7 separate regions of the Mus musculus genome follow, and regions 2, 3, 4, 5, 6 and 7 are each linked to region 1. The links are chromatin contacts, called in public HiCAR-type, HiChIP or PLAC-seq and promoter capture Hi-C maps. All regions are on one chromosome and are shown on one strand. The core of a region is the stretch at or near the end of the contact, and the rest is flanking DNA. Distances in the headings are between cores, read along the strand shown.

Region 1 (3,032 bases), core at 334-2,833:
TACTCACTAGGCTACCCAGGATAAAGCCAGGAGGCACAAAAACCCTCCAGTCTGAGCTCCACGTGTCTCTCCAAGGACAGAGAGACCCACCCACACACAGTCGCTCAGCCAAGTCCACCAGGGACTTGCAGATTCCTTCCACCAACCTATGCACCTGCATTCCGGGTTCTCTCCCAACTTGCAAGCCACCTGTACTGCCCACTGTTGGGAGGGCACGGGGGGGGGGGCAAGGGATAGTGCCCATCTGTCAAATCTCGTCTTTCATACCCTACTGTATATGTCTCTTCAGCTAGGAAATAAAACGTGCCTCTTCAAGAAAACTGAGCCGCACATGCACACACAGACAGCCCAGAGCCCCAGGACCAATGCTCAGGCAGCAAGTCTTTCCCTGGGACCCGGGACTCCCGGACGTGGAGGACCGACTCACCCAGTCCTCGAAGTGACGGCTCCCATTCTGCAGCAGCTCCTCGAACTGGATGGTGCAGTTGGCCACGAAGTCGTCGTAGCCGATAGGAGCGTCGTGAAAGACAGCCAGCTCGATCTTGCGCCCATTGCACACATCGGTGACGAACTCATCGTGCCAGGCCGGGCTGTTGGTCTTTTGCTTGGTGGCTGTTTGGCCGATGCGCGAGTCGTCCACGTTAAGGGCAATGTAGGGGTCCAAAAGGAACGTCTGTGGCCGGGGTCCCACCGCATGGCGCAGCGACCAGGCTGTGGGCTTCAAGCTCACCGCCTCGCAGATTTTGATCTTAAGAAGGCCATTGAACACTACCATGGTCGGGGCGGGGGTCACTCCGTCCGCCCCGAGGGCAGGATTGAAGAGCAGGAGCAGGCGCGCCGGGAGCCTGGGGGACTCCTGGGTCCCCTCTTGCCCCACCCCACTCACTCGCTACACCTTGTGGCGCTGCCTCCTGGCGCCGCCGATTCTCAGCGAGTGCATGTATTTCCTCGCCGGATTCCTAACGGAAAACAGGGAGGGGGGAGAGCTGGAGACGTCCGTTTTTTTGGAGCAAGTCTCTCCCCCCCACCACCGGCGACACCTCCACGGCAGGAGACGAGCTGTCGCCTCCGCTGCAAGCCGCGGGGGCTGCCTCGCCGCCTCGCTGGTTCTTCGGGTCCGTGTGCGGAGAAGCAGGCGCCGCGCCCGGCGCTCACCTACCTTTCCGAAACATAATCCCCGGGCAATTTCGACTCCCGGAGGGGGAGGGGGCGGCGGGACGGGGCGGGGACGAGAACCGGGGGCACAGATTTCAACCCGGATCCTCTTCGCCCACCCAGCGCCTGCCTCGGACGGCGCGGGGCGGAGGGTGGACTGAGGGATGTGCAGTCTATCCGGAGGGATGCATGTCGAGAGGAAATGGTCCTCCCCGGAGCCAAATTTTTAAAAAATCCACAAGCCGCACGATCAGCCCCGCCGTCACCTCCCGGGTTAAGCAGAGTCGCGCCGTAGCCGGCGATCGCGAGGCGCCCGGTGCCTGGGATCTCACATCCGCGCGGGCTTGGGAGGTAGAGGTGGCCGCCACTTGGGTTCGGGGCGCAGGCCGGCACCCGGCGGTGCGCAGCGCGGCGGCCGGGCAGGGACTGCGACTCCGCGCGGCCCCTCCTCCCGCCCGCCGGCGCCCGCCCGCCCGCCGCGCTCCCCGCGTCCGCGCTCTCGGCTGCCGCCGGCTCGCCGCCCGCCAGAGCGCTCAGCCCGCGATCTGCTTCCCTCGATCGCTGTGCGAGCGATTCTCCCTCCCTCTAATGCAGGAAATGCGCAAAAGACGTCAGTGTGTGTGAGTGTGTGTGTGTGTGTGTGTGTGTGTGTGTGTGTGTGTGTGTGCACGCGCGCGCGCGCGCGCCACTGTTTGGGGAAATAGAAAGTTTTGCCGGTTGGGGGAGCAATACGGGAAAAGTGAGCCGAGCAGAAAAGAGCAGGAGCGGGCCGGCCGGGTCCGTTTGCCGTGGCGCGCGGGGGAGCTGAGGAAGGACTCCGCGCGGAACCCAGGAGTGTGGCGTCGCGGAGGTGCGGGAGCGACTGTCGCAGGCCGAGTCTGTGCTCCTCGGATCTGCACCAGGAGAGCGGGGTCTGGACCCGGAGAGCAGCGGGCCGCGCTTTTCTCTCGCACCCTGCGGCCAACACTATCACTTAAAACTGGGCCTGGTGGAATGGAGGGGGTCGCAATGTCCAAGAAGACTAATCACCTTCCCCCACTCTGCCTGGACTGCGGCGGTCACCAGTCGCCCGCGGAGAGCTGGCCTATTTGTCACTCTGCCCTGGGATTCTCTACTGTGCCGCGATGGGGGAGGGGACACCCGGACTGCTGAGCCCTTCGGCTGGGTGTGAGTTTTGAAACCCTCTTTTTTTCCCCCTTGAGGAGACTCTCCCCTCTGGGGATTTGTTCTGGGCCTGATTGGGTTGCGAGAACTTGTGGAAGACTAGTAGAACCTGGGCCCGGCCTGGTTCGAATGTCTGTTTATTTCTCAAAGTGACTCCTCCTACTTATGCGGGACCTTGTGTGTGCCCCTTAAGAGGACAAGGCTTGATCCGCGCCCTGACAACCGGCGTTCGGGCTGCGGGAAAGCCCGATGCGTCCTCCTGGGGTCCAGTGGCTGTATCCATACTAATTTCCTCGGTAACCTTTAAACTCTCTGGAAGCAGCCGCGACGGCGGCTGGTCACGTGAGGCGAGCCCTGGGCTGCTGGGGAAGAATTTCCTGGGCCAGGGACCAGGACCGGGAAGGCGGGCGGCAGGGAATGGCTCTGTGCCGAGGGGGACTGGGAACCTGGGAGCGCCGGGCGGGGCGCGCCAGGCCCCGGGCGCCGCGCAGCGGGAACTTCCAGCCTGCGCCCGGGAAGGGGTTCGTCCCGCAGCTCTCCGCCGTGTGAGTGGAAAAAGAAAACCTCCGCCCTCACCCGAGTGCCAAGGCAAGTCCGGCTGTTCGTTCGGATGGTGAAAAGCTAAGTGTTTATCTGGCGACTCTGATAAGTGTGGATCAAAATGTACAAACCGCATTCCATTCACTTTTTCCTCTGTGGAAAAGGGTTATCAT
Region 2 (3,091 bases), core at 491-2,990, 1.3 Mb before region 1:
ATCATACATTCTGCACCAATCCTCTTAAAAATTCCTTCCCTTGAAGAGGTGATTATTCATTTTGTCATTCAATTTCCCACCATTAAAAATTTCATATGTAAAATCACCGCATGCTAATGGGGTACTGTGTAAGGAGAGAATATTTTTACTGAGTCAGCGGAAAGACAAAAAAAAAAATTAGTAGGTCTTCCATCTGAAGATCTGAGGAGGAGTCACAGACAAATTTCTGAGGTATATCTTGGAAAAACTTTGAATTTACCAGAATGTAGTGCACTGGAACGGAACGGTGGCGTCAGATTCTTGGCTGGAGGTGCCCATTTTAAAGTAATATTCCCAAATAATGATATTTATCTCATTTGTGGGGTAAGGTTAATTAGCTCTCCTCCCTTTCAGTATTATCAGGGCACCACATTGGCAAGGATAATAGAAACAGAAATCTGAGGTTTGGTTTGGTTTGGTATTCCCATCGAGTGGGCATTCGTTCGAAAGGGTGTCAGCTTTGTTAGTGCTAATTAGAAGGCCGCTTAATGTCTGGTTTCCATGACTGAAAGAGGGCCCAGCTCTGGCTTCATTAAAAGATATGTTTAAAGGTGTGAGGGATGTCTAACTTAGGTAAAGGAGGTTAAAATGGACTCTCCGAGTGGGTGCATATAGCTGTTAGCACCGAAATGTTCTTGCTGAACGGGGAAACTATCCTGAAGGCAGGCTTCTTTCTGAAGTTGAGGTTTCATCTTGCCTTGCTTTTTACAAAGTGATTGCTCTCCACGGTTTGAGGGTTTGCATGGTGGTGCTTTTTCAACTGGGAAGTTCTTTCTGCCTTCGCCATCTTCCTAATTCTCTCTGGGCCGTGGCTGTTCCATCAATCTTCTCTGGGCACTGTATTTTGAGGATGGAATCCTTATTTTCCTCTCTAACCCCCATCATCCTTTTCTGGTTGTCTACTTTGGGCTTCTAATTTCAGAGGGGCTCCTTGGGGAGACCGACAGCACACACTCTCGGATACAGTGGGTTTGAGTAGCTTTCTGATAAATTACTGCTAGGAAAGAGAAGCGAAGGGTAGGCATAAACGGAAGCCCCTTTTTTGATTAGCTTGTCAGCTGAGCTGCATGGGTTCGGCACCGTGTAATGAAAAACGACCGGCCTCCCTATGCAGCAACGCTGAGAAGCTGGGCGCGCTGGGTGGGTGTTTACTGGGGGGGGGGGGTGTCCTTCAGTTTTATTTATTTTTTGTTTTGGCCCGTGTTGTTTTTGTCAGCAGCACCTCCATACGGGGCGGGAAGGTGAGTGTGTGCGTGTGTCTGTGGCAGGCAGGACGGGTGGAAGAAGGTCCTCCAGCCGAGCGCAGAGAGAGCCACGCTGCCGCCTGGCGCAGTTGCCAGGACAGCGCGGCGCGAGCAAGCAACGGCAGAAGCCGCAACCGCGTTCCGGCTGCGAGAGAAAGTGACGCATTGCAGGTACAAATCAGCCAATCAGCAGCAAGCTCAACGAGGTTCGCCTGGTCGACCGCCACCGCGGTGCTCCTCCGCGCCGCAAAGTAGCTCCTGCCAGGCGCGGTTCCCCCGGCCTTTTAACGGCTTGCCTGGGAGTGGAACCCACTTACGTCATCCGTCCCCCTGCTCCCCTTTCTCTCTTGCGTGTCTGCCCAGTGACTGCGGAGAAAGGGGGTCTCCCGGAGAGTTGGGGGGGGGGAGGGGGCGGGGGCTGGCCGGGACTCGTTCGCTAGGTTCCGTTATCTGGATGAGGCGGAGGGATCTGGCGGAGGGAGGCGGAGGGAGGTGTTTATGAGGAGCTGGGGGCGGAGGAGGAGAATTAGTCCGAGTGGAGCGAGCGAGTCGAGCGGTTGTCTGGTCGCGTCTCGGAAACCCGTAGCCCTTGCAGCATGGTGAGTGCGTAGCTGAGCGGCCGGCGCCCCGCGGGTCGGGGAAAGATGCTGAAGCGGATTGACTAAAGAGGGGACCTCCCCTCTCAGAACTGTCCTCGCCAGAGGGACGGCACCAAAAAAAAAAAAAAAAAAAAGCCAGGAGGCCCCCCGCGACACTTGTGTCGCAGGTGTCCCCCACCCCTGTCCTCTTGGGTTCCCTTTTAGATGAGTCGGGGGACCGCTGCGGGGCTTGGCCGGGGGAGGATGGATCTGGGGTGCGGGGCCGTGGGCTCGGTCGAGAGAGCAGAGCAGGAGGGGCTGCGGCCGAGGCGGCGCCAAAGGTCAGCCCCGGGGGCCGGATTCAAACCGCCAACGGCCACCGCCGAGCGAGCGCGGGCGCCAGGAAGCGCCTTTGTCCGCCCGGCCGCCATGCGCGGGGGGTGGGGTGGGGAGGAGCGCGGGGCCCCGAGGCGAGCGGGCGCCGTTAGCCCGCATCCCCGCGAGGCCGGGCCGGGCCGGGCCGGGGGCGCGCCCCGTGGGTCCAGCCCGTGCGGGGACCCCCGCCGCGGGGGTCGGGTGGGGTGAGCGCGCGGGGCCCCGAGCCGCCGCCCTACGCGGCTCGGCTCGGCTCGCGCCCCAGCTGCTGCGCTGGCACCTGCAGGACTGCGGAGGTCTGGGCGGCCCGCGGCGCTGCGGGGATGGGCGGGGGAGGGGACCCCAGCAGTCCCCCCTCCCCCTCCGCGCAGGGCTGCTGCTGCTGCTGCTTGTTCACTCCATCTGGTGCTGGCTTCCGCTACCCAGACTGGATGATTAATTTTTTTTTCTTTTTTTAAATCGTTGAAGAATACAAGCTTTTGCTGGAAGTCGGGCGCTTTCTCAAAAAAAAAAAAAATAGAGCTCGTAAAGGGAAAGCAACCGACCTCAGTTAGGGTCTCAAAGGCGTTTTTCGGCCCCCATGAGCTAGTGGAAGTAGCAATTAAGGGGCGGGTCGCTAAATTCTTGAGTGCTCAGGTGCACTCCTGTTCACCTCTACCACACGCAGAGTTCCTTGAAAACGACTTGCGTTTCAGAGTGGAAGTTGCCATCTGATCTTAGTTCTTACGGACAGTTCACCTATGCAATAATGGCCGTCAGTAACTGTACACTTAAAGAGTGTAAAAGAGAGCAGGAGATTTTAGAAAGAGCTTTGAAAAATAAGTCCCTCTTCGTGTTTTCTGTTTTAAAAAAATT
Region 3 (3,472 bases), core at 555-3,054, 1.4 Mb after region 1:
CACACTCATAACACACACACCCCACATACATACCCCACACATAAACCCCACACTCACACACACATACCACACACAAACCTCACACTCACATACACACACCACACTCATAACACACACACACCCACACACACACACATTCACAGACATACTCAGGGTGGGTTTCTCACCTAAAACCCTAACACCAAGGAGGCTTCCCAAAAGCCCGTCCCCAAGGCGACTGATTCTGAGTTCCATCATGCTGACAATTAAGAGCACACTTCACAACCGAGGAGTAGAGTTTTAGGAGTAAACCCTTAGAAAGTCCATCATCATAATTACTTCCACCAACCTCGTTTCACATTTGCATCCAGAGCCCTAGCCTTCCTTGGGTGTGGCAAATGCCTGGACTCTCTGCATTCTGCTGGTAGGTTCGTTTCCCAGCAACCACCACAGCAGCTTGTATCTGTCTCTAACTGCACTCCCAGGACATCTGAAGCCCTCTCCTGACCTTCAAGGGCACCAGGCACACTTGTGGTTACACACATACATGCAGGCAAAACACTCATACACATAATAAAATAAATATATTTTTTTAAAAAAGCAAATGATTTTGCGTCACACCTACACTCAGTGGGACCCAGTGGTGTCATTCACATTCAGGGTGGGTCTTGCCACTTCAACTAATCCAATGTAAAAACTCCCTCACTGGCTTAAAGTCTGGTTTCCAAGGTGATAGTAAATCCTATCAAGATTAATCACCACAGACCGTAACCTACCTTAATCTTTTATTTATATCACAATTCTTATGTTTCTTTAGATGTACGGAATTTTGTCTAAATTGAGATCCCCCCCCCCATGTTGTATTCCCAGCATTCCAAATAGTGCCTGACACAAAATATGTGCTCAATAAATAGTACTAATGCTGAATGAGAGAATGAATTATATTCTATCATAGTGCTCTATAGTAACTCAGAGTAACTTCATCTTGCAGGGCGGTATTAGCTTCTCCAAAAGAAAGCTAAGCCAAGTTAACTCTGAACGTATATCCATTCAATAAATGCTCAAAGCACGAAGTGTCTTCAACTGATCACGAGCTTCCGCCATAAAAGAGGCTGCATTCTCATTCTGGGCACTCTGAAGTTTGTTGGCTAGCAGAAGAAACAGCCACATGGGAAAACTTGCAGAGGGAGAATTTGACTGTTCACTTGGTAGCAGTCAAGGAATAACTAAGTAGAGTGGAAACCTGTTCCCGGGTTCACACGAGTGCACAGGGAACCCTTTCAGTATGCGAGCTCTGTGAGGGCAAGAACTTGTTTTCCTAGCTCCAGACCTATCCTCAGACAATTGCACCACTCACTACCTTAGTTGCTTAGTGCATTAACTGGAAGGAGCGGGGCACTGAGAAAAAGAAACTTCAACCTTGACATTTAAAATTATACGACCTTTATTAGAATCCATTGATTTCATGAAGCGAGGCACTTAGGATGAGTTCTGTATATTTATCTACCCCATCCCCAGTCACACAAATAGCATGTAGCTAACCTGGAGGTCCACAGCCTCCCAGTTCTCTTCGTCAAGCTTTTCTCTGGCCGCCGTTTCTGAGAGCTACGGCAGGAACTACGTCACTGAGCAGCTAGGGCAGCGGCTCGGTAGCAACCGAGGCGCAAGGCTGGAACGTCGTAGGCACCCCGGGATCTGCACGGTCGGCCCTTCCCAGCAACCCTCGGTGTCGCTCCTAGTTGGCCCCCCACAAGCCCTTGCGCGCGCATGGGCGGAGCCGACCTCTAGTGGGCTCTACCAACTTCAAAGTGGAGGGGTGTTGTCGCCAGGCTCGCTGAGAGCCGGGGCGCTGGACAAGGGAACAGGGACACTGTGAACGGAAGACAAAAAACAATGTATAGTAAAACAGAAGGCGGATCCAGGGTATCCCGCGAACTCGGCTTGCCTCTCCCGTGAGCCTTGGCGGGGATCTGCCTCCTCCTCCGCTGGACGCCCTCGGTCCTTAGTTTGTCCCACTAGGGGCGACCGGGTCGTCACGTGCTCCTCCAGGTCCTCTGCAGGAGCGTGCATCCTATCCTGCCTTGGGTACGCTGAGCCATGGCAGCCCTGCTGAGACCCGCGCGTTGGCTGCTCGGGGCCGCGGCGGCCCCGCGCCTCCCGCTGTCCCTGCGCCTCCCTGCGGGCGTCCCGGGCCGGCTGTCCTCCGTCGTCCGGGTCGCGGCTGTTGGTAGCCGGCCGGCTGCAGGGTGAGTACCGGACCCTTCCTCCTGACTGGCTGCGGTGGACGGGCTGGTGTCCTGCTCGTTTGCTCCAATTCCGTGGTCCCGGCTTCTCAGGCATGAGGCCACCCCCTCCCCCATGCTTTGCCAGTGGTTTGGGGTGACAAGGTTGAGAGTCTTGAGAAGGTCATGGTCGAGGGCATGGCTGGCTTCCGGCTTGCTGCTTGAGGTCTCTGCCTGCTCTAGCTTTGGAAAGGCCCGTGAAGCTCAATGGCTTTGGGGGAGTGGATGGGGCTGAGGTGGGGACAGGCGTTGTGCCTTTCCTTAGGAGTACCCTTCCTGGGTGCTCTCGCACGCTGGTGACCAGTAACCTGCTAGTCTGTAGTCTTACGAGGCTTTGGTTTTTCATTTTCTTTTTCTTGGGATTGGGGTTTGAAGTTCTAGTGATCTAGGGATAGTTTAGAACTTGACATTTGATCATGGCCAGTTCGGGTTTTTGCTTGCGTTGTGCTGAGTGGAATTTTCCTTCAGTATTTACACAGATGTCATGGGTTGGAGATTGTCACACTAGAATGGATTAAAGGACGCGTGCAAGGTGCTCTGTTGGGATCTATGTACCTACTGCAAAAACAAGTTAAGTTCCTAGTTAGTGTCATGTATTTTTGTGAGTATATGCCTTTCTGGATTGAGGTTATAGGGAAACAAGTATGTTCACTTAAAGAACATAGATATTCTTGACAACTGATAAAGGAAGGTTGGGTGCTTAGGTTTTAGTACCGGAAAGAAATTGACAGTTGTACACCCCACACTAGAACTTTGGGGTCTAGCAAACAGACTTAGGAAGTATGATCTGGAGTGGGGAGCCATGGACTGAGGGTGCTTTGGCTTATTTGCATTAGGCTATTGGACAAATCACTCAGCAGCCCAGGCCTTAAGTTTCTTTAGGTACACAGGTGGACACCGTATAAGGTTAGGACTATTTCATGAGATACAGGGCTTGATGTATATTATAATAACACTGTAATAGAAGTAACTGTCTTCACGGGCCAGCCCGGCACGGCGTATAACTAGATAGATGAAGGAAATGCTTCATGATGTCTGAACAACTTGGTTGTCTTTGGAGAGATGCTTATTTGTAAGTTAGGGTCTTGCCTCTATTTTTGTGGTAGGCTTGAACAGTGAAATCATGCCCTAACTTTCATGTCTTCTGAGACAGCAGTGCTGGTTCCTTTAGCTTTCCTCTAGTGACTAGAATCTAGTCCTTCACCCGAGGC
Region 4 (3,191 bases), core at 222-2,721, 1.2 Mb after region 1:
GCTTCAGTTAACTCTCACATCACAGGAGCTATAAACGTTTGTTAACAGAAAAAGAATGTTTTTCCCAAAATAGCCGCATAACATGAAGACAACCCAAATTCCCTAATAATCCCTTTATAAGACTCCTGCCAGTTTTATTTTGATACATTAAACATGTGGGGCCTATTTTAAAAGTTCTGTGTGACTTACCAAAACAACTTCTTAGTTGTTTTTAAGTTTCCAAGTTGTTTTTAGAAGCGCTTGAATACTGATGAATTTGGGCAGCTATCAAATCCTTAAGAGGCAATTTTTTGCCAAATAAGATGGGCAAACGTCCTAGAGGTGCTAAAACTGGTATTAGAGGTCATGCAACTTTTTTAAAAAATGAAGAAATGGCTCTAACATTCACCAAGCCCTTCATTTATATAAGTTTATTTCAGGGTTCTTTTCAGCTATGCTTAATGATACTTTCTTTCCTTAAAGGCTTTTAAAGATAAAAAGTAATGACCGATCACATAATACTGTCCAGTCTATTCTTAATGGAATTCATGTAAACTTGAGATGGAGTTCATAGTAATTTCATTTAAGAAGCCCATTGTTAAGCACGACACCCGAAATTTTCGGACCGTGGTTGGTGGGCAACACACAGACACGAACCCCCGAGTCTGGCTAAGAGGAGCAAGACAAACGGTTTAAAGCACAGGAGGGGGAAGGAGGCCCGGAGAGGCACAGACAGAAAAACCAGAAAGATTTCACAAGAAAGGAGAGCGGAGCGCAGGGGAGGGCAGAAAGCGACCGGGAGAGAGAGCCACACCGAAAGGTGTTTTCCGGAGCGGCGGGCAGGACTGGGTGAGCCGCGGCCTTGGGGTGGCCCGCGCGCCCATGGGCGCTGCCTGCACGCCGCGGCGCGAGGGGAAGCAGCGGACTTCCACGCGCCCCGGCAAACTACTCCCTCGCCGCGCCGCGCCCCGCGAAGCCTCGCGCGCAAGCGGAGGCGGCGGCGGCAGCCCAGGCCCTGGGCCTAGCCCGGTGCTCCGAGAGCAGGCTGGACGGACGGACGGCCGTTCCCCCACTCGGCTGGGCGCAAAGCGGCCTTACCTGGGGCGAAGGTAGAAAGGGAGGTCTCGCGGGCTCGCCCGCCGCACAGCCGCCCGCGGCCCCCGGCTTTCTCCCGAGACGCGACACCGCCTCCGCCGCCGCTTCGCCCTCGGGGGCTCGGCCACCGCCGCCGCCCGAGCTGTTTACACCGTCCGGCCCCTCACACCGCCGCCGCCGCCTTCTCTCCAACCCAGAGCCGCTGCCGACTCGGCCGCCGCCACCTCCTCCGCCGCAGCCTGATCTCTCTGGAGCATCTTCCAGCCACCGGACACGGAGAAACAGAGACTCCAGCCGCGCCGGCAGGAAACTCCCCCGCAACTGCCAGGGGGGACCAGGCGGTCAGAGCACCAGCGGCTTTTCCGCCATTGAGCAGCGGCCGCTCCGCTCCTTCTGCAACCCCCCTCCCCTCCCCGCACCGCCGTCTTTCCCCGCCCCTCCTCGGGCTCCGCCCCCCAAGGGCACCCATTGGGACGCCGCGTGTGTCACCGCTGCCCTCGGTTTGCTGAGAAGCCTGTCAATCTACGTTCTCCCGCCCAACCTGGCCCCTAGTATCTTCTGTGCTTCTCTTTCCCCGCCCACACGGCCCCGCCTCTGAGTCTTTAATTTCTCATTGGGCGTCAGTGCCCACCTTAATTGGCAAGGTCAACTATCCATCACACACCGCCCACCAGTGAGGCCCAACCCTTCATTACCATTTACTTTATTCAGCCCCACCTCCGCCTTGCCCTAACTCCTGACGTCACCGACCTGCCCACCCTAGTAGCCATAGGTAGAGTCCTCCGTCAGTCAAATTACGCCCCAACTCGAAGACCGATATCCTTTTCTGATTGGTTCAAATGGCGGCCTGATCCTCCGACTATTGGCTTCCTCTACTTGTCCGTCAAGAAACCAATTTCCAAGTCCGTCACTTCGGCTTTTTTTAAATGAACGCGCAAAAGTATCCTAAAAGGGATTGGCTAGTATTCGTAGATGGCCAAGCCCCGAGTCTGCGGACCCTGCAGTTCTGACCTCTACACTTCGCGGAGAACGAACACCATAAAGAAACCAACGGGCAGTCCAGTTATAGGTGGAAATTGGTCCCACCCGGAGTGGAGAGAGCCGGCTTCTGATTGGCCAGAGAAGTGCCCCTAGACCCTCATTGGAAGAAGTGGCCGCCTCTCTTTGGCATAGAGCTGTGAAGGAAGAGCTCAGAAAGGTTCGAGAAAGGGCCTGGAGAGAGGCGTTGTTTTGCTTCAACTACGGGTGGGGCGCACGCGAGAGTGCAAAACTGGGCGCGTAGGGCTCTGGGGAGGTGATGCAGGGAGGGAAAGAGCCCGGATGTTCCCTAACAATGAAATCATCTCTGACCAATCAGAGCCTCATTGTTGGGATACCTGCATGACCTGTCTCCAGCAGGGGAGAGTGGGCGGGAAGTTGAGAAGGCTGAAAAGCCACTTGAGAAAATGGGACAGGAGATCCCTTCGGGATGATTTTGCAATGGTTCAGATTGTTCGTTCTTCTTATTTACCTCGACCTCCTGCCTTCCAGCCCTTGGCAGTTCCGTGTTTTGTTTCTGAGTCTGATTTTTAAAACTCCTGTCTAGGCTCTTGACATTCACTAGGTCATTCCTCTCTTAAAGAGCACCTGCATTTTGCTAAGCGTGGTAGGTAGAACTGGAGATACAAAAGTAAGGCAGGCAGTCCCAGACTGGGAATGGTAGGTAATCATTGAACGTCTGCAAAGGGTAATGATGACATAAAGGAGTCTCCCTCTGGGTATGATTACTCGGAAGGCTTCACAAAGGCCGGGAGAAAACGGTCATCTAGTAACCACATTGAGCTAGAAAGTGAACCAGGTTAATTCTTCCAGATCAAAGTGTAATGGGGCACTTAAGCGCTCACCTGAAGAGTTTTTAAACTCGCTCAAGTCTTTGAAAGACGTTTTCGATCTTATTCATACTTAGGTATAAGTTAGTTGGGACAACTTAGGTTTAGACCGACCTAAGGGAGTGCAAATTCAGCTTTGAAAAGAAGGACATATTTCTGAAGCAATTTCCAAAGTGAAACTGGCGGAAATAAACATTTGGTTGCAATTCAGATTTCTCTGGAACTTCAAGTTTAAGAACTCTGTCTTAA
Region 5 (3,242 bases), core at 362-2,861, 1.1 Mb before region 1:
CTGGCTTCCAGTTTCAGAGGTTCAGTCCATTATCATCAAGGTGGGAAGCATGGCAGCATCTAGGCAGACATGGTGCTGGAGAAGGAGCTGAGAGTTCTGCATCTTGATCAGCAGGCAGCAGGAGACTGTGTGTCACACTGAGCATAGCTTGAGCATAGCAGAACTCAAACCCACCTCCACAGCATTCAAACAAAGGAGACAATGGGAGCCATGTTTGACTTCGAGGAATAAGCAAGTCAGAAGAGACCTGGTTTGCATGGAGATGGCCATTTCAATAGCATTGTAGGAAAGAACCAGAGGGCAAGCATCTATGCAGGTAAGAATGATCCAGTAGAAAGAGAAAGATGACAAAAGCTAGCATCCACAGAGAAGGTGGAGTATCTGGCTTGGTGGCAAGTGCTTATTAGAAAAAAGTCTGAGCAGGGCAGTGGTGGCACACACCTTTAATCCCAGCACTTGGGAGACAGAAGCAGATGGATCTGAGTCTGCGGGCAGCCCGGTCTACAGAGCAAGTTCCAGAACAGCCAGGGCTACACTGAGAGATCCTGTCTCGAAAAATCAAAACACCAAATCAGCAACAAAACAAAAAGTCTAGGAGGTGTGAGGTGAAGAATGCTCCAGGCTACCCTCGGTCCAGTCTCTACTTACTGAGCTTCATAAACTGCCTGCATTTGTAGCTCCCAGGACAAAGGATCGTAGGTACAATGCAGTCAACTACAGGGTACCCAGAATGAACTGGACCAAATTAATCTAACCTTCAGAATGAGATGGAATGAGATGCAATATCTTAGGGACTCTTGAAAGAGGCTTTCTCTCCCTATGGATAATGTTGAAATCTTAATCTTGGAAAGTGGGACAAAGAGACAAAAACGGTGCTGTTGGGCAATTTTCAAGGCTACAAGGAAGAGGGGGTGGGGGTGGGCTTTGATATAATCTCTCTCCATCTTTGATGTAGGTGCATCTAAAAAAAATACGATTATGTATCTTCAAAGATACAAAGGAGAGAAGGAATTTTAAAATGTACAGTCCTAAGCTCATATATCTATCTGTATCTATACACATTCACTGAAAGACAATTTTGTTAATATCAAAGGGCAGGATCCTTTTTTTTTTTTTTTTTTTTAAATATATTGTCTTCTCTCAAAGAAAACAACAAAACCAGACGATTTCAGGAACTTTACTAGCTGGATCTTGAGGCTGCGGCTCAGGGAATGGAGCAAAAAGAAAATGGAAGCAGGTCAGTCTTGGAAACGCAGGATCCCCGAGAAGTACCGGCTGCCTCACTGGGACAGGAGTTAGGGGTTTTACTCTCTCAGTTTGTAGTGGAAGCAAGGATATCCGTCAAAGTATAGAGAAGGTGAGGCTGGCCAGCTTCGGAGTCCGCCTCCTCCGGATCCTGCAGCCCACAACCCACGGTGAGCCACGTTCCGGAGCCTCAGGTTTGCCTAGCAACCAGCTCGCCTCTTGGCCTCCCCAGGGCCCTAGCAGTAGGGTGTCGCCCTCGGGAGGCGGGTCTGGCCGCGCCAGCCACAGGGGACACGTGGATCCACTGGATCGGGTCGCACAGGGGGCGGGGCCGGCAGCGTTGGTGGGCGGGCGGGAGGCTGTGCGCGTGCGCGGCTGGGCGAGGGGCGGGACCGGCGTGCGGAGAAAAGCGTCCCAGGGACGGCAGCTGGCAAGGTTCACGTTGGAGTGCTTCGCGACTGCGTCGGGGATTATCGGGGTGAGCGAACCCACGGGCCGGAGGCCTGACCCTCGGGGCAGAGGTCGGTCGGCCTGGGGCTCGAGAATGGGAGGCCCGGGTGGCGGGGTGGAGGATGCGGACCTTCAGGGCGCAGCGGGACCTGTGGCCCACGGAGGCAGCCTGTCTTCCGAGAGGGTTTCGGGGGCCAGACGTGTCTGCCCGGCTGAGCACCGCGCTGTTGTTTGCGCTCACCCCATTGCTGGGAGTCTCAGTACTAGGCTGTAGGGCCAGCTGTGTGGGCTGGACACGGACCCTGGCTGGCCTGGAAGCACGCGGGTCTCAGGCGTTACTCCATCTGCCTCTGGCTCCCCCACCTTCCTCGGGGCAGACCCACAGGTCCTGTTGTCTCGACAGGGTTGGCTAGTTTGAGCCTAGGAGGTTAGGTAGACAAGGGATGCTCGTTTGTCTCGTTTTCCCTTTCTGGGACATGGCACCTCCATCCACACATATGCCCAAACCAGAGGCCTGGGCGTCACTCTTACCTACACTCATCAAATACATTGAACCTATTCAAAACTCTCACTTTTCCAGACACCTTGCCTTAGCAATCAGCTCTCTTTTCTGCTCCTTTAATATTGATTGACCCTCCTCAACGTGTCCAGTACAGGGGAGGTAGAGACACGCTCAGCCACCCTGCCCCATTCCCAGGTCCTTCTGTGGATTCTCATTGCCCTTCCAAGCTCTTCTTTCCTTCCTGCAATGCCTGTTGTGACTCACTCACTGTCTTTGTACTTTACTCAAGACCTGCCCCTCCTCATCTGAATATTCTGGATTGGACTTAAGTCATGTTTAGGTGTTCACTGCCATATGGAGGGGCGTGCTTTGCTTTGGGTTGAAATATTTCTTCTCATGCTTTCTGTGGATGGGGGTGTGTGTGATACCCCTGGAGTGCCTCTTTAGTGACCTGTGTTTTGCTGTCGAGAGGCGTCTGACTGTTCTCACAGCCTTCACAGCTCTGCTCTCCCTATGTAACTAGGCTCTTAGTTAAATGTTAGTTATAAGGGTAGCATGGCATTCCTTTGGAATCCCCCAGTGAACAAATGGACCAGACTATTAAACACCAGCCTATTCAGGACAAGTTTTCAACCTCAGCCCATGTGGGGGCTTTCTGTAACCCAGAAACTTGCTGGTTACTTGGACTTCAAGAGCATGGAGATGACTACAACTAGGAAGCACTAGTCAGTTGGCCTTGGCTCCGTGTAACAGGATGTCTGGGGTGTTGTCAAATGTGATTGCTTTGAATGTAAATTCCCAACTAAGAGCCTCTGAAGGCTGCCAACAGCTGCTAGGAGGAAAGCCCACTCCCTGATAGGAATAATGGCCCAGTGGGAAGGAAGGGTGGGCAGGAGTGCTGCAAAGGGAGAGCTCAGCCTTAGGCCAGGGCCTCTGAGATAGAGACTTAAGTACTGTGTTTCTTCTCACCCCATTCTGACCACGTCCCACGCCAGCTCAGCGTTGTTCAGTTCACAAATGAGAGAACACAGATCCTGACCTTTGG
Region 6 (3,488 bases), core at 895-3,394, 1.1 Mb after region 1:
CAGAAAGCAGTACCCCTCCATGGCCTCTGCATCAGCTCCTGCCTCCAAGTTCCTACCCTGTGTGAGTTCCTGTCCTGACTTCTTTTGGTAATGAACAGCAATTTGGAAGTGTAAGCTGAATAAACCCTTTCCTCCCCAACTTGCTTCTTGGTCATGATGTTTTGTGCAGGAATAGAAACCCTAAGACACACCTAAAAAAATTTAAAAATAAAGTCTTACCTCTTACACTGTGAATTTTGGCTTGGCCATGCATCTTCCTTTAGCTAACGGTTTATGAGACGGCTCATAGTGATTATCAACTTGACAAGAACTGGAGGAACCGAAAGTCTCCACCTGTCTAGGAAGGGTTATCTACACTAGGTTAACCTCTTGGTATGTGTGTAATGGATTTTCCTAACTACAGTCACTGAGAGGAGACACACTCAATGTGGTATCGCCACATCACACACTGAGTCTTGAACTAAATAAAAAGGAGAACTGGAACTAACTCATATTCATCCATCGCTCTGTTCTTCCTGACTGCTCACACAATGCTCCAGGATCCTGAGCCTTGATTTTTCCTACTAAAGTCTGTACCGTCAAACTGTGTGCCAATACATACCCTTCCTTTCTTAAATTGCATTGCCTAGCATTTTTATCACAGTAATAATAGAAGCTAAGTAACATAGCATATTAACAGACATCATGTAAGCAGGGATTTGAAATGTGCCTCTTGCTCTTATACACTCTACCATAACTGGGAGAACATGCCAGCCAACTCTGAGAACTATGGGTATATAGACCAGGTACACAACCGTAAACCACTCAGGTTTTATCAAGAGACTACCAGGTGGTTCACAGACATTGCATGACATACGACATGTGGTTGTTAAAAAGCAATAACTAAGTAAAATAACAGACTAAGGACTCATTGCCCCCCGGCCACTGTCTTAGTTACTTTCCTATTGCTGTGAGGAGTCACAATGACTAAGAAAACTTATAAACACAGCAGCCTTCACTGGAGCGGTTTGGAAGACTGAAGTATCTGGATTCGTTGCTAAACCTTGGGCAGCGAGTATCCCAATAATGACTCCAAACTTAGTTTCACGTGGCGGGAAAAGGAGCAAGCAGTAGGTTTCCCTCTCTCCCTTTACTCTCCCATATACAAAACCAGGAAACGCGTGCAGAATCCCCATCCCATTAGTGAACCTCACGGATCTCCAGAGATGTGGGACCAAAAAGTGCACCCAGGTGACCAGGCTGGGAGTTAAGAAGCAAAAAATAAAATAAGGATGGAAAGGGGGCGGGAAAGAAGAGCAGCACACGGAGAAGACAGGCGGTCCCACCCACCAGACAGGCGAGCACAAGGATTTTCTGAGTTTCTGAGAGCTCGCTCTGGCTGTCCCGCTCTCCAGCCCCGCCAGAGTCTCTCCCATTTTTGGTGGGACAGCGGGACAGCGGAGATGAAGGAGCAAGGGGGCGCTTCTCGCTTGGCTCCCGACAAACGGGCTGCCTGCTACCTGCGAGGGGAGTGGCCACAGGCAGGGCAGGCGAGCGCTCGCCCTTACCTGTCGCAGAAGCTGCCACCGGACGGCCCCCTTGGGCGCCGAGACCAGCGAGCCCTGGCTGGCACTGCCCATCGCGGGACGCTTGCCCGCCTCTGCCTCAGTCTCTGCAGCCCCAGCGGCCGCGACCTGCGACTCCATCTCCAGAGCTGACTGGACCCGGAGGTTGCGTCCGCCACGGCTCTCCCCAGTCAGGACCTGCCAACTTCTTCCCTGTCAGGACCTGTGACGCCCGGCCTCTGGCCCACAGCTCTTCCGTGCACCCTCCCCGAATTCCGCATTTCCGGTATTAGCGTCTCCTTGGCAACCAAAGCAGCGGCGTCGCTTCATTGCACCACTTTTTCTGGTGGCCATCTTAAGTGAGGGCGAGCCGGAGTGGGAGGGGACTGTGGAATAGCTGCAGACAGGGCTTTCCTCGCTGTTTTCTTTTTTTCCTCACTTTGTCTCTTGCTCGCCGGAATACCAGAAAACCGAAATACAGTTGTCTCCTAAGATGAGTGAGTTCAGGAAGAGAAAAAGCCCACCACTGGCCATAATAAAGATGGCGAAATGCGCTTCCCTATCGGTCTGGGTTGGTGTTACGTAGACCGGCGTGCTGCAAACTAGCTCTGGGCGGCGCGAGGTAGGTTGTCTTTCTTGCTGGGTGCTGGAGGCTGGCTTCGGCTGGACAAGGCTGAGGTGACTGCAGCTCCTTCTGGAGAGCTTCGGTTTCTCGTATTTGTCTTCTCTACCTTCGCTCGTCCAGCTGTCTTTCGATTTGCGTACGTATGGAAGGGTTGCTGATGGTTCCCCTTTCCTAATTCCTCTGCCCACCTTCCAGCCATTCCTCACTTCCCTGGTCCCTTTTTTGATCCCTGTCTCTTCTGTACGTTCTGACCCGTACCATTCCCTCACGTCCTGTGAATACGACGTGTTCGGGATGCACAGTTGCACCGGGAAACGAGGAGGTGCTCCGGGAGCACCCATTTGCTTACTTACCCCACCAGTCTCCCTATCCTCGCACAGGGTCTTCTCAATGCAGATGGTGGATGAATGGGTTGGAGCTATGGGGACAGACTAAGCGATTTAAAAGCATTTTTCTTCTAGGCTACTGCTCCACTGGCCCATTATTTTGCTGCGACATAAGAGATTAAGGGGGGGAGGGGGCGTCATAGCTGGTCGGATCTATGGCAAAACTGACGCAGTGTTTCTGTGCTACCAAGGAACGTGTTAGAGAAGATTTCTCTCATTTTACACTCAACAGTGTTTAGCATAGCTAAATTATCCCTATGCTAATAATATTAACGACCTTTTGTTGAATGGTTACTATGTGCCAGGTACTTGGACTAAGTTCTTAAAATAAATTGTTTGGTTTTGTTACAAAACTACAACCGCAGAGATTAAGTGCTATGGTTAATTTCTGTTCCACAAGTGAAAAAATTGAATCCAGATGCAGTTAGTGTACAAGGCCCAAGACCTAAACCTGGGTCTGTAGTTATGGAAGTTAAAATGATCTTTACCTTCCAGAAGAAACCAAAAATGACTCGACATTTTATTTGTGCATCTTACAGTTGTTTTTAATTCATTATCCTTTTATGGTGAAATCCAATTGCTCCTCTAGGAGGAGGAGCCAGTCAGTTGGGCGGTTCACTGAATCAGTGAGTTGGGGGAGTGTCTCCAGCTCCCCAGAGCCACAGTTGGGCCACCTGGACAATGACCAGCTCTAGCTCACTCATCGAGTGCACACGCAGCTTAAACTAGACAGCTAGGTGAAAACTATGTGGCGCCTCGCCTCACTCAACAACTAAGCATCCCCCTTTTATGTCATGGTTTAGGCTTTTTCTAATTTGTCTTTCACATCCCAATGATATGCCCAGAATTATGTAAGATAAAAGCCATCTTGCTTTTGAACCCCCTCTGAGTACCTGAGATTCCCATTAAGTTCATTTACTCATTTGCAAATTA
Region 7 (3,493 bases), core at 440-2,939, 1.1 Mb before region 1:
GCCCTTCTATTGTAGGGTCCGCTGCAACTCTGAAGCCTGCTGCCTTTCCTCTGAGCTCTACAATCTAAGCCATAACTGTCTACCATCCTGCCTCCTATCCACTCTAGTTGCTCTGCAAGGGTACTCATCTTTGAGAGAACACAGGACAAACGAAAAGGTGTACTCAGAATCCTGGGTTCAGATTTCACAACTTACTGGCTGATTGATGAAGCTATTTACCTATAAATACAGCAAATCCAGGAAACAGGAGTCGCTGGGAGGAGTGACGGCTAAAGTCCCGAGGTTGGTGTGGCACACAGTAAGCACTATATTGGATCAGGGTTATAATCACCCCATCGCTCCCACAGAGGTGTCCCGGGCTGGGTGGTTTTGGAAAACTCTTTATAGTCGGACTTATTCTCTGCCCACTTCGGAAAAGGTGGGTGTGCACACGCGGCGGGCTCTGAACCTCTCCCACCGCAGAGAGCAAGACACCCGAAACAGGATCTGGGTCTGAAGACTGGGCGGGGTTCTCCCTCTACCCCATCAGGGTGCTTTCCCGCCCCAGCACAAGAGCCCAGCCCAACTAAACCAGCCCTGCTGCAAAAGCCACAGGCTGCCAGGACTGGATGGGGCCAGTGTCCGCCACTGGCGAAGAAACTGAGGTTCGCCGGCCTCTTCTCTGACCAAACGCATCGGTCTAAGTCTGCTGTGGACAGAGCTTGGTCTCAACTTTATTTGAGGGGAAAATAAGAGAAGACACAGAGGAACAAATTTAACATGAGGGAGTTTCGACAGTTTAGGGAGGCAACGGTCCGGTCTAATGAATGCACTTCTCTGATACCTACAGAAACCTCCATTTCAGGGTAGGGTTACCCACGTGACCTTAAAAGGCAGAGAGCACAAACTTTTCTCTTTCTCTCTCTTCTCTTCAAACACCCAATCTGCAAAGCGATTTTTCTCTTGGGACAGACGACTTTCCTAACTGCCTCGGCAAGCCGGAGGGTAGCACCCAGCGCCGGCTCCGGGACGGGTCGGTTGAGTCGCGCTTCCTGGACGAGGCGGTGCTTTTCGCGCGCTCGCTCCGGGCGAATCTGCCCTTCCCTCACTCACCGGTGTCCAGAGTGGTGAACCTGCCGCTCGGGCTGTTTCGCCGGTTGCTACTGCCGCCGCCGGAAATGCCCAGCATCTGCAGATGCCGGGCCAGCTCGAACATGCGGTCCCACTGGCCCTCGGCGCGGCAGCGCTCCACCTCGCTCTCCACCTTCAGGTGGGTGCCGTGCGCGCCCTTCGCAGCCATCTTCGAGCAGGAGCTGTCATGGGAGGTGCGGCGGAGGAGTGGAGACCAGGCCGGGGGCGGCGTCCAGGCTGGGGAGCACTCTCCAGCAGGCTTGACGGGAGTGCAGACGGCATCCGGGGCCCGGGTGGCAGAGGGGGCCCGGGTAACGGCAAGGGGCCCGCAGCAGCAGCAGCAGCAGCGGCGGCGGCAGCGCCCACCGCACCGCCTGGAGCCTCTGGACTGGGGCTGCGGCTGCGCGACCCCAAGGCGTCCAGAAGCAGCCTCCGCCGCTGCTGCAGCAGCTCCTGACGCTGCTGTCTCCTCCTGTGCAGCAGCTGCTGCCACAGCTCCCGCCCCGTGCCCGGGCGTCTCCAACAGCGGAACCTCCCCGGGCCGCGGCTCCACCCCAAAGTGGGCGTGGCTATCCCCCGCCGGGCTAGGCGAGCCGACCGCCAGCGAGGCCACAGAAGCCAAGCGCGCACACGGCGATCTCGGGCCGCCCTCCGCCGGCTCCCCGCCGCTGACTGGGTGCTCACTTTAATGCTGCGGGGAGCCCGGGAGCCCGGGGGCGCCTCGCTCCCCGTTCCCTCCCCATCCCGTCAGGACTCTTGGCCTGGGGTCCTCCGCCCGGACCGCCCGGCTTTGTGTGGTGGCCCCGTCACCGCCACAGCCTGAGGCACGTCACAAATCCGAGGAGCGGCCGACAGGACAGTCCTGGTCCCGGGCTCTTGGCGGATCCGGGTCGGATGCAACGCGCCCGCCCGCAGGGCTGCGGATAGACCGGCCGGGGCAAGTCCCTAAGCTCTTCGGATGTCCCCAACTCGGAGAGGGTTTATGTTTGTTTTAACTGCCGGACTCCTCTTTCCATCGGAATGCCTACTCTGGGTTCTAAAAGAGGATCTCAGCTGATTTTCCACTTGCTGCTACTTTATTTTGGTGTCTAAAGGCTGATCAGAACTCCAGGGAGCGCCCGACTCCGCTCTGCTCCGCTCTAAGGCCAGCGGTGCCCAGAAGTTCAAAGGACTCTGGGCGGGGCTTGGAGGGCGGAGCCAGGACTACCCTGGCTAGAAGGCAAGTATCGTGACCCCACCCTCGGTGAAACTGGAGCTGTCAATCCTGCCTGGGAATTGAGGATGTAGCTAAAACCACAGCCAACACTGAAAAAAAAATCCCCAGGGCCTGTACTTAAGTCACTTGTTGTGAGGTCCATTCCGAAAACGTTCGAGAATGATTTCAGGCAAGCTTTTCAGTAGTTCGAAACTGACCGCTTTCTACTTCTCCGGGAGGTCCTTCCACTCCCTGCCCCTTGCTGCCGGGAAATTTACAGCTTCAAGTTTCAGTACAGAACTAAGGTTTTCGGGTCTATCAGAGCACAGGCTCCTGACGCCCATTACCAGGGCCGGTCCCTATCAAAACTTCAGCTCCTCCGTGTGATCGAAATGAAGCCCCCTTCCTCCCTGGAAGGCAAGATTCCCTGCCCCTGTGTGCAGAACCTGAGGTTCTGCAGAACTAGGTTTCACGGAGGCGGTGGGGCAGGGGGATGGGGTGGGGAGAGGGTTGGGGAAGGCAGAAAGAGTGAAAGACTGACTTGGGTATCCTGAGAATGCGTTTTCAATTTACCTAGTCAGAGTGTTAGTGGGAGATACCCCTGGGGCCAGAGGGAACAGCAGGATTGACAGAAAGGGGAAGGGTAGACTGATAGAAACAAAGAAACCCCATCTTTTCTTCCCATTCTTTTGTCAACCACGGTTGCAAATACTGGAGGACTGGCTGCAGAGAGCATTAGCTCTTGTCTGTTTGACTCTATCATCAGTTTGAGTGTGGGCACGGGAGGGCACAGAGTTCGTGCCTCAGATACAAAGCAAGTGTTCCTCCAGGCGCCTGACCGCGTCTCAGCTCTTTGCTAGCAGAGCCAAGATCCTCATCTTCTAATGACCAGCATTAGGAAGAGAGAGTGGAAACCTATAGGAAAAAGAACAAACGAAAAAGTCACAGAGCTGTGACTGCATTAATAACATCTGGTGAGATAAAAGGCAAGTAGCAAGTGGGGTTTGTTGCATGTGGTGGTGCACGCCTGCTGTCATAGTATTTGGAAACTAAAGGCAGGGGGATTAAAAAGAATTCAAGGCCAGCCTGGGATACATAGCAAGATCCTTTTTTTTTTTTTTTAAAGAAAAGTAATGTTATTTATTTATTTAATTTACATAATCTTGTATCTCACAGACAAATTCAGGA

Evidence for each region. Promoter capture Hi-C pulls out the DNA fragments that hold promoters and counts their contacts. HiCAR-type assays count read pairs that join an accessible place to other places. HiChIP or PLAC-seq counts read pairs in DNA pulled down with a chosen protein or histone mark.
Region 2: a contact with region 1 is called in a FOXA1 HiChIP or PLAC-seq map of pancreatic cancer cells. The contact joins the promoter of Calm2 here to the promoter of Prkce in region 1. A contact is called at or near these places in 3 of 39 promoter capture datasets (liver, pre-B cells and stem cell-derived epiblast-like cells), 2 of 115 datasets of contacts at active chromatin or transcription factors (pancreatic cancer cells and pro-B cells) and 1 of 9 other capture datasets (liver).
Region 3: a HiCAR-type map of astrocytes shows a contact between it and region 1, with 2.9 times the contacts expected there. The contact joins the promoter of Lrpprc here to the promoter of Prkce in region 1. A contact is called at or near these places in 1 of 39 promoter capture datasets (liver) and 2 of 115 datasets of contacts at active chromatin or transcription factors (astrocytes and microglia).
Region 4: a HiCAR-type map of astrocytes shows a contact between it and region 1, with 4 times the contacts expected there. The contact joins the promoter of Ppm1b here to the promoter of Prkce in region 1. A contact is called at or near these places in 3 of 39 promoter capture datasets (hippocampal neurons, liver and pre-B cells), 1 of 484 Hi-C or Micro-C datasets (B cells), 3 of 115 datasets of contacts at active chromatin or transcription factors (astrocytes, pancreatic cancer cells and thymic regulatory T cells) and 1 of 9 other capture datasets (adipose tissue).
Region 5: a contact with region 1 is called in a promoter capture Hi-C map of liver, with 2.5 times the contacts expected there. The contact joins the promoter of Mcfd2 here to the promoter of Prkce in region 1. A contact is called at or near these places in 11 of 39 promoter capture datasets (the 3T3-L1 cell line, the C10 cell line, the HPC-7 cell line and 6 more), 5 of 484 Hi-C or Micro-C datasets (the G1E-ER4 cell line, cerebral cortex and cortical neurons), 6 of 115 datasets of contacts at active chromatin or transcription factors (embryonic hindbrain, embryonic stem cells, forebrain and 3 more) and 1 of 9 other capture datasets (adipose tissue).
Region 6: a contact with region 1 is called in an H3K27ac HiChIP or PLAC-seq map of embryonic stem cells, with 3 times the contacts expected there. The contact joins the promoter of Prepl here to the promoter of Prkce in region 1. A contact is called at or near these places in 1 of 39 promoter capture datasets (embryonic stem cells) and 1 of 115 datasets of contacts at active chromatin or transcription factors (embryonic stem cells).
Region 7: an H3K27ac HiChIP or PLAC-seq map of thymic regulatory T cells shows a contact between it and region 1, with 6 times the contacts expected there. The contact joins the promoter of 4833418N02Rik here to the promoter of Prkce in region 1. A contact is called at or near these places in 2 of 39 promoter capture datasets (hippocampal neurons and liver), 4 of 484 Hi-C or Micro-C datasets (B cells and embryonic stem cells), 5 of 115 datasets of contacts at active chromatin or transcription factors (embryonic stem cells, large pre-B cells, pro-B cells and 2 more) and 3 of 9 other capture datasets (adipose tissue, embryonic stem cells and liver).

The regions. Positions count from the first base shown.
Region 1 is chr17:86,166,336-86,169,367 of GRCm38.p6, reverse strand. It overlaps Prkce (protein kinase C, epsilon), which reads right to left and starts at 1,583. Exons shown (of 15, transcript NM_011104.3): 1 at 428-1,583. The coding sequence starts at 775. Gm5817 (predicted gene 5817) reads left to right here and starts at 1,883. Exons shown (of 2, transcript NR_165800.1): 1 at 1,883-2,907.
Region 2 is chr17:87,445,584-87,448,674 of GRCm38.p6, reverse strand. It overlaps Calm2 (calmodulin 2), which reads left to right and starts at 1,740. Exons shown (of 6, transcript NM_007589.5): 1 at 1,740-1,882. The coding sequence starts at 1,880.
Region 3 is chr17:84,789,118-84,792,589 of GRCm38.p6, reverse strand. It overlaps Lrpprc (leucine-rich PPR-motif containing), which reads left to right and starts at 1,804. Exons shown (of 38, transcript NM_028233.2): 1 at 1,804-2,225. The coding sequence starts at 2,077.
Region 4 is chr17:84,956,281-84,959,471 of GRCm38.p6, reverse strand. Ppm1b (protein phosphatase 1B, magnesium dependent, beta isoform) reads right to left here and starts at 1,471. Exons shown (of 6, transcript NM_001159496.1): 1 at 1,078-1,471. It overlaps 1110020A21Rik (RIKEN cDNA 1110020A21 gene), which reads left to right and starts at 2,049. Exons shown (of 4, transcript NR_027929.1): 1 at 2,049-2,272.
Region 5 is chr17:87,264,316-87,267,557 of GRCm38.p6, reverse strand. It overlaps Mcfd2 (multiple coagulation factor deficiency 2), which reads left to right and starts at 1,611. Exons shown (of 4, transcript NM_139295.3): 1 at 1,611-1,723.
Region 6 is chr17:85,088,923-85,092,410 of GRCm38.p6, reverse strand. Prepl (prolyl endopeptidase-like) reads left to right here and starts at 2,144. Exons shown (of 15, transcript NM_001163622.1): 1 at 2,144-2,305. It overlaps Camkmt (calmodulin-lysine N-methyltransferase), which reads right to left and starts at 1,785. Exons shown (of 11, transcript NM_028576.3): 1 at 1,548-1,785. The coding sequence starts at 1,685.
Region 7 is chr17:87,281,010-87,284,502 of GRCm38.p6, reverse strand. 4833418N02Rik (RIKEN cDNA 4833418N02 gene) reads left to right here and starts at 1,689. Exons shown (of 5, transcript NR_015506.3): 1 at 1,689-2,329. Ttc7 (tetratricopeptide repeat domain 7) reads right to left here and starts at 1,617. Exons shown (of 20, transcript NM_028639.3): 1 at 1,093-1,617. The coding sequence starts at 1,279.